Regions from separate parts of the Sus scrofa genome. Here region 2 is linked to region 1. Evidence: chromatin contacts called from public HiChIP or PLAC-seq data. All regions are on one chromosome and are shown on one strand. Each heading gives the region's core, a stretch centred on a gene start, on an enhancer-like site or on the middle of the called end of the contact. The rest is flanking DNA. Distances are from core to core; before and after follow the strand shown.

Region 1 (4,046 bases), core at 551-3,050:
TTTTTTTTTTTTTTGCTTTTTAGGGCCACACCCATTGCATATGCAAGTTCCCAAGCTAGAGGTCGAATCAGAGCTACACCACAGCCACAGCAGTGCAAGATCCGAGCCGCATCTGCGACCTACACCACAGCTCACAGCAACACCAGATTCTTAACCCACTGAGCGAGGCCAGGGATTGAACCCGCATCCTCATGGATACTGGCGGGTTCATTTCTGCTGAGCATCGAAGGGAACTCCAAACATCTCCATTAATTTAGATCTAGCTTCTCTCACAGTTTGAGGCTGGGCTCATTTGTGGGAGCTGAAGCCTGGCAGGCCTCCAGGAGGTGGTGGCAAGAGGACGTGGAGCTGCTGCCAGAGGCACGCCCAGGGCTCCCTCCTCAGCCCCCTTCAGTGACTCCAACTGGCCACATCCGCAGGAAGCTAGCATCACTTCGCCCACCCACTGGTGCAAATGGGAGGGGTTTCATTTAGAACCAATCACCTGGCCAGAAAGGCTGAGCCCGAGACACCTACGTTGCTGTGTAAGGACAGCGGAAGTTGTGGACCAGAGCCAGCAGGTGCAGTTGAATTCTAGTCCTGCAGCGCCTGCCTGGTCGTCAAGCCTGCAGTCAGGTCTGCTGGTGGCCCTGAGGGCAGCTCCCAGGGGCTCCTCCTATAACTGCTCCAGCTTTCCTAACCCTTCTGGAAGTCATCGGCAGCCTGTGAGGAACCCCTTTCAGCCTCAACTCGCCCAGTGGATTCTGTCTCTGCAGCGGAACCCTGATGAACACGGCTGCAACGTGGCCGCCTTCCAGGAAAACTAAGGCAAAAGCTGGGCGGCCAAGCTGCAGCCAGGCAGTGAGGCCTGACTGGGGTGGGGACAGATGCTGAGAGCTGAGGTGGCCCCTGCCTCAAGCTTGGCCTGGGCTAGGGTCTGGAGCAAGCACTGGCCTGGACCTGGCAGCCCAGTAGTCCCCACAACTGGGCAAGAAGGCATGAATCAGGGCCCCTCTGGGCTGTGAGAGTGAATGCTAGGTTATCAGGCCTGGCAAGAAGCCAGCATCCCCACTTTGCAGGAGAAGAAAGTGGGTGGTGACAGACATATTTAGAATTACAGGGAACTGCATCTTAAACGCCCTGACTAGCTTCTGGGCCCTGCGGAGTCTTAGTCAGCTGTGCTCAGAACGCTGTTGCAGAGGGACTCCAGGAACGGTTCTTCGATGGAATATATTTTATCCAAAATTGGAGACCCCCCCCTGCAAGCCCATGTATTCGGAGCCATCACCAGACGTGAGAATCACCTCGAGGCCAGTAAGAAGCACAGTTACTGGAAGCCCGGCGAGAGCAGCGCCAGGAAATCTAACAGAAGCCTTGTGACCATTTTCTGTGTGTCACACCAACGTGGACCAGATTTATGCTGATCGGTGAAGTGCTTCGCCAAGTCAGGCTGTTTAATTATAACAGGGTAGTGGTGCACGTTCCATCAAGTGTTTGTGTTACATTCGAAAACCCTGGAAATGGAAATGAAGAGCCTCGCGCAGGAATGCACTTACTCCAGGGAGACCCTCGACGCTGAGCAGACCAGCAATTACTCATTTTCCTTTGAATTCATTTCTGTGATGGAAACACAAAAAGTGACTTCAAGAAGGAAAACCGCTGCCTGGAAAAATCTGGCAAGTTTTCTCGCAAGAACTGAATCGCTCTTTTGTTTCCTGAGCTGCAATATGAGATTGTCAGCTGAAACTGACTCTCTGCTGCGTTAGCACAGCGACAGCCCTGCTTCGAGACCAAGGAGGCTGTGCCTCCGGCAGTGGCCCTGCCCTTGCACGGGACACGGAGGAGAAGGGGAAGCAGGCCCCCCAAGGGCGGGGCACTGCCAGCTCAGGATGATGGAGGAGATTCGAAGAGAACAGGGTTCTTCAACAGATGTTGTGTCCAGCATGAATCAGCATCAGTTTTCAGGAAGATTAAAAAAACAAAAAGGAGGGAGATCCCATTGTGGCCCAGCAGAAACACATTTGACTAGTGTCCATGAGGATGTGGGTTTGATTCCTAGCCTCGCTCAGTGGGTTAAGGATCTGGCATTGCTGTGAGCTGTGGTGTAGGTCACAAACATGGCTCGGATCCCTCATTGCTGTGGCTGTGGTGTAGGCTGGCGGCTACAGCTCCAATTCTACCCCTAGCCTGGGAACCTCCATACATCGCAGGTTTGGCCTTAAAAAAAACAAGAAAAGAAAGAAAGAAAGAAAGAAAGAAAGAAAGAAAGAAAGAAAGAAAGAAAGAAAAAGAAAGAAAGAAAGAAAGAAAAATGAATTCAATCAATGAAGCTGGGCCTTTTTTTTAAAATCCAAATCAACCAGTTTGGTCCATATGTACAGATCCAGAAGGAGCTTGTCTTTCTGGCCTACACTTAACCTGGCACAGCAAACCTGCTCTGTTTAATAAATGATTGTTAAGTGATGGTGAAACCCAGACGGAGCTAAGAGTAAGAAAATCATGGGGTGGGAGTTCCTGTCTGATTAGGAACCATGAGGTTGTGGGTTCAATCCCTGGCCTCACTCAGTGGGTTAAGGATCTGGCATTGCCGTGAGCTGTGGTGTAGGTTGCCGACATGGCTCAGATCTGGCGTTGCTGTGGCTGTGGTGTAGACCGGCGGCTACAGATCCATTTCAACCTCTAGCCTGGGAACCTCCATATGCCGTGGGTGCAGCCCTATAAAAGACAAAAAAAAAAGAAAAGAAAAGAAAATTGTGGGGTGGACAGGCCAGCCTATCACCTATCAGTGGCATTTGTTTTTTTGAAAAAATGGTCCGTGTGTGGGACCCTGAGCTTGGAAGCCAGTGGCAGCAGCTGTAAGCTTCGCTGTAACCTGATGAGTATTCCTGAGGGAACACAGTGTAGTTGGGGGTGAGGGGGTCAGGACTGGGGTGGAAGGTCACAGCAGCCAGTGTTAGCAAAATGGATTGAAGAAAACGATCTTCTTGGACCCCTTCCAGCCAAACCAGCCTGGCCTGCGGGGAGCTCCCTGCAACCAGCCACAGAGACGTTTGTCCTCCATACCGGGAGGACCAGAACCCAGATATGAAATAATATGAATGATTATTGACTAAGGTCTACAGTTTGTTTTTTTTTGGGTTTTTTTTTGTTGTTGTTTGTTTTTTTTTATGGCCACACCCGAGCATATGGAGGTTCCCAGGCTAGGGGTAGAATTGGAGCTGTATCTGCCAGCCTATACCACAGCCACAGCAACGTCAGATCTGAGCCATGTCTGCAACCTACACCACAGCTCACGGCAACTCCAGACCCTTAACCCACTGAGCAAGGCCAGGGATCAAACCTGCGTCCTCATGGATGCTAGTCAGATTCATTTCCTCTGAGCCACGACAGGAACTCCATTATTGACTAAGGTCCTTAATCCAACACTCTGCAAATCTTAAAGCTGTCTGTTGGAAGTGGATTATACTTTTCTGCAGAGTTTCAACAAATGAGGCGTTGACAGAGGCTCTCTCTGTGGCCCCAGGACCTTCCTGGAGGCAGCCACCGTCCCTGGCTGGCCAGAGAGGTGGAGGGGAGCAGGCAGCTGAGGCCCTCAACCACTGCCTTATCTTTCCATCAAACACTCTTACTTTCCATATGAAAGGTAGTTATTTCTGTGGGGAGTCTGGCTCTTAAACCACATCCAGCAGTTTATCATTCCCTTTCTTCTTCAAGTATGCGGTTGGGGCGTTGGCCCCTGCTTAGCAAGGACTGAATTTTGTGTCACATCGAGGTCTGAATCCTCCGGGTGAGCTCAGGGACCTCGGGTGAACAGGACTTTCTCCAGGGTCTGCTCCTTGTTGTCACCTCAAGGAATTACAGAGGTTCTTGTCTCAGGGAGGGAGGCTTGCTCAGTAGAAGGGGCTCAGATAAGAGACCCAGCCTGCGCCGCTGGAGGGAGAAGCCTGTGGCTTCCCCAAAGGAGGGCACTGGACCAAAACCGACATCCTTTTTTTTTTTTTCCAGCTGCACCTGCAGCACATGGAAGTTCCAGGGCCAGGGACTGAATCCAAGCCAGATCCTTCACA
Region 2 (4,140 bases), core at 1,270-3,769, 140 kb before region 1:
CCATAGGGGCCCTTTGCAAGGCCCTCTGGAGACACCCTCCCCAAAGCTACCTAGATGAGCTTCAGTTGTATCCATTCCCATAAATATAATTTGCCTTAGTACATTTTGTTTATGAGAATTGCCTTGCATGTCAACATCTACAGTGGCTTCTTTGAACATTATTTTCTTGCCAGCCAGGCCTTTGTGTTAAAGTATAATTTATCATTTTTGTCCTGACCTGTGGGTTTCCAATAATTTTTTAGAAATTTTTTTCTGGAGTTTCCGTTGTGTCTCAGGGAAAACAAATCTAACTAGCATCCATGAGGAGGCAGGTTCGATCCCTGGCCTCGCTCAGTGGGTTAAGGATCCTGCATTGCCATTGAGCTGTGGTGTAGGCCGGCAGCTGTAGCTCTGATTTGACCCCTAGCCTGGAAACTTCCATATGCCACATGAATGGCCCTAAAAAAATAAAACAAAGCAAGAAAGAAATCTTCTCAATTTTTGTTTTGCCAGAGGTTGTTGATGTGAGTTTTTGTGTCTGTGTATAGCAGAATCATGACCTGAAAGCAAGCACTGCAGCTTTCCTGGGAAACATTTAAGGACAGTATTTTTGGAATTGGCTGGGCTTGGGTTTTTATGACCAGTTGGCTGGAAGCATCATTCCCAGTGTAAGAGCAGCGCTGAACACCGTGATCTCTTAAGCGTCCTCCCCATGCTCCCTGGGAGAGGCCTTGCTGGAGGAAATGTGGTGGCAAAAACGTGGCAGCACGTGGGCAGCAAAGCATCAAACCAGGGGCTGGTCCATCCCAGGCTCTCGGGTCCACAGGTGTTCCTGTTACAGCATCAAAGAGCCCTCTGCTGAGGGGGTTCCTTCTGCGGCCCCCGGAAGCTGGAGACAGCCTGAGTCTGGAATCTAGGCATTTGTGGAATCTGATGGTTCATGACATCCTGTGAAGGTCTGAGTGGTTCCCCAAAGTTGGTCCTTAAGCCAGGGGCCCTGCCAGGAGAGGATGGGCTTCAGGGAATCTGTGACCTGGGGGTGAAAAACATAATTTTTTTTTTCTTTTTATAGCCGTACCTGTGGCATATGGAAATTATTGGACAAATTGCATCTGCAAGCCTACATCATAGCCACAGCAACACCAAACCCAGGCCGGCACCTGTGACCTACATCGCAGCTTGCAGCAATGGTGTAGGATCCTTAACACACTGAGCGAGGCCAGGGATTGAACCCACATCCTCATGGACACTCTATCAGGTCTTTAACCTCATGAGCCACAATGGGAACCCCCAAACCACAACTTTTTTTGGCCACACCTGCGGCACATGGAGTTCCTAGGCTAGGGGTCGAATCGGAGCTACATCTACTGGCTACACCACAGCCACAGCAACACGGGATCTGAGCCGTGTCTGCAACCTACACCACAGCTCGCAGCAGCCCAAATCCTTAACTCACTGATCAAGGCCAGGGATCGAACTCACATTGTCAGTTGGGTTTGTAATCTGGTGAGCCACAACAGGAACTCCCAAACCATACATTTTTATCTTTACTAGCTGTTAACTGAAATAGTGTTTATTTCCATTGGTAAGGTAGGCGGGACAACCCGTGACATTCTCAGCCATCAGACATCCTTGGCCATTAGAGAAATGATCAGGCTCTCCTAGGACATAGCAGTGGTTGCAGGTGGGTTAGAATTTGGGTTACTCTCACTTTCCTTTGAAATTAGGGTGATTATTAGATCTGCTAAAATAACGAACATATGTTATTGCATCTCAAATTCGTCTTTTAAATAATAATTTTCATATTGCATTTTAATCCAATTGCCTAAAACAAAAACCATTTAAAAGCATCCTGAAGAGGCATCCCGGGGTCTCCCCTGCTGACATGGGGAGGGGATGTATGGCACGGAGACTGGGTGCTGTCACATCTGATGATAGAGCTGCTGGGAGCCAGGCTTCGGGCCAGAAATGGTCCACGCAGGCGCCGCAGGAAGTAATTTAATTCTGCTGCCTCGCAGAACTTTGCAGTCATGCAGTGGTGACGAAACATCCCCCAAGTGCCTAGAATAAAATCTTGTCTGGAAGAGAGCTCTAAGAACAATTTTATTTAAATTGGATAAAAGCGTAAGCATTATTTTTGTAAATTTAATTAATTAAACGGTCACCATGGGGAACCATACACATCAGTTTATTATCTAAAAAACACTAATGTAAACAGTGTTCTGGGATTTGTGATTCTTTAATATTTTAGTGATGGGTTTGGGTTGTGGATTCGGTACAGGGGTTTGTAATAATGTTTAGTATCACAAAAGTGTCAGTGACTTTTAAACATCTCTTGCATAAAGGAGCTTGATTTTTTTTGGCTCTCGGGTGTCACAGCAAAATGCCCTCTGGAGTTTTGGGACTGCATCTTTAACTGAAAGATGGTATAAAATAATAGTTTAGAAAAAGCATTGGTGCAGGGAGCTATAAATACCAGCTGCTAGAACTGCCCTTCAGGTGATGGCTGTGGGGGAGGAGCAGTCCTCTAGTATGGACTTGGCTGGAATAGTCGTGATGTTTACCTAATGTCTCAACTGCGACATCTGATCTGCTCTTCGCTGCGCCCCTGCAGCTGCCTTATTCCCGTGGAAACAACCTATTGCCAGCAAAATCTACATTCGAGGAGCTCCCGCTGTGGTGCAGCAGGTTAAGGAGGTGGTGTAGCCACAGCTATAGCATAGGTCACAGCTGCGGCTCGGATGTCATCCCTGGCCCAGAAACTTCCAAATGCCCCAGGTGTGGCCAAAACAAAACAAAACAAAAAAACAAAACAGACAAACAAAAAAAAACAACCAACCTGTGGTTCCAGTGTCGGCACAACAGTGCTCCCCAGCTCTGGGGTTTCCCTTCCACAGAGGCTGAATAATCCAACTCACACTTGCTCACACCTTCCCAGGTGCCCAGGGTTGTCGGGCTCTTGACTGCTGGGTAAAAAGATCTGAAAGTGCACACCAAACACACGACCTGGCTTCCAGAAACTTCTCTTTTCTGGCACTGCTCTTTGTGTCTTTTTTGGTGGAGTTTCTTTCAGTGACACAGGCAGCCTACTAACGAACACTTAGAGATAGTATTTAAAAAGGCAAACAGGGAGTTCCTGTTGTGGCGCAGCAGAAATGAATCTGACTGGGAACCATGAGGTTGAAGGTTTGACCCCTGGCCTCGCTCCGTGGGTTAAGGCTCCGGTATTGCTGTGAGCTGTGGTATAGGTCACAGACATGGCTTGGATCTGGTGTTGCTGTGGCTGTGGTGCAGGCCGGTAGCTGTAGCTCCGATTCGACCCCTACCCTGGGAACTTCCATATGCCACAAGGTGTGGCCCTAAAAAGCAAAAAGACAAAAGGAAAACTCCTCCTGTAATCTTATCATCGATAAAGAGCAACTCTTCATGTTTGTAATTAGTCCTTGCACGTATATGTAGCCATTTGTACCGTTTCAGACTCTTCTAACCCGAGCACGTCCCCACCTTATTAGCTTTGCGATGTTTTCATGTTGCTCCATTGCTGCTGTTGACTTGCCCATTCAGCTCTTGTTCCAGTCGGTGAGGTACCTGTGTGTGCCTTTGGTATTTCTTTTCTTCTGCTGAATCGTCAGCGAAAGGTGGCAGAGCTGAGTGGGTGGTGCCTGTGCTTCTCATACACCTGCCTTAACGCCCTTCTAAGAGGCTGCGCTGGTTCTCAGGGATGTGCAAGTGTCAGTTTCACCCAGAGTGTAAGGACCCTCCCTGCAGGCCTTTGGGAGCCATGTGGCTAAAGGACCTCATCTCATGGAGCAGGGCCAGGCTGGGCCCTGTGGCCAGGCTTGGAGCTTACTTTCCATTGGGTGACCATTCTCTTTTTTTGCCTTTTTTTTTTTTTTTAAAGGGAGCACTGCGGCATGTGGAGTTTCCCAGACTAGGGGTTGAATTGGAGCTGCAGCTGCTGGCCTACACCACAGCAGCGCAGGATCCGAGCCGTGCCTGTGACCTATAGCACAGATCACAACAACACGGGATGCCCAACCCACTGAACGGGGCCAGGGATCGAGCCTGCAACCTCATGGTTACTGGTCGGATTCCCTTGTGCTCTGCCACAACAGGAACTCCAGGGTGGCCATTCTTAAGGGACTCTGTGACAGCATCTGA

What was found. HiChIP or PLAC-seq counts read pairs in DNA pulled down with a chosen protein or histone mark.
Region 2: an H3K27ac HiChIP or PLAC-seq map of skeletal muscle shows a contact between it and region 1. The contact joins two enhancer-like sites. A contact is called at or near these places in 2 of 47 Hi-C or Micro-C datasets (both in liver) and 1 of 2 datasets of contacts at active chromatin or transcription factors (skeletal muscle).

The regions. Positions count from the first base shown.
Region 1 is chr3:49,040,390-49,044,435 of Sscrofa11.1, reverse strand. No RefSeq gene overlaps it. Among named protein-coding and RNA genes, the nearest start is that of NCK2, 67 kb to the left of the region's middle. Within about 2 kb of position 1,800, at least 14 of the 83 cell types and tissues checked have an H3K27ac peak or open chromatin away from gene starts, as enhancers often do. A contact at or near this core is called in skeletal muscle, where this site is marked.
Region 2 is chr3:49,177,525-49,181,664 of Sscrofa11.1, reverse strand. It overlaps a transcript of NCK2 not described here. Among named protein-coding and RNA genes, the nearest start is that of NCK2, 70 kb to the right of the region's middle. Within about 2 kb of position 2,519, at least 4 of the 83 cell types and tissues checked have an H3K27ac peak or open chromatin away from gene starts, as enhancers often do. A contact at or near this core is called in skeletal muscle, where this site is marked.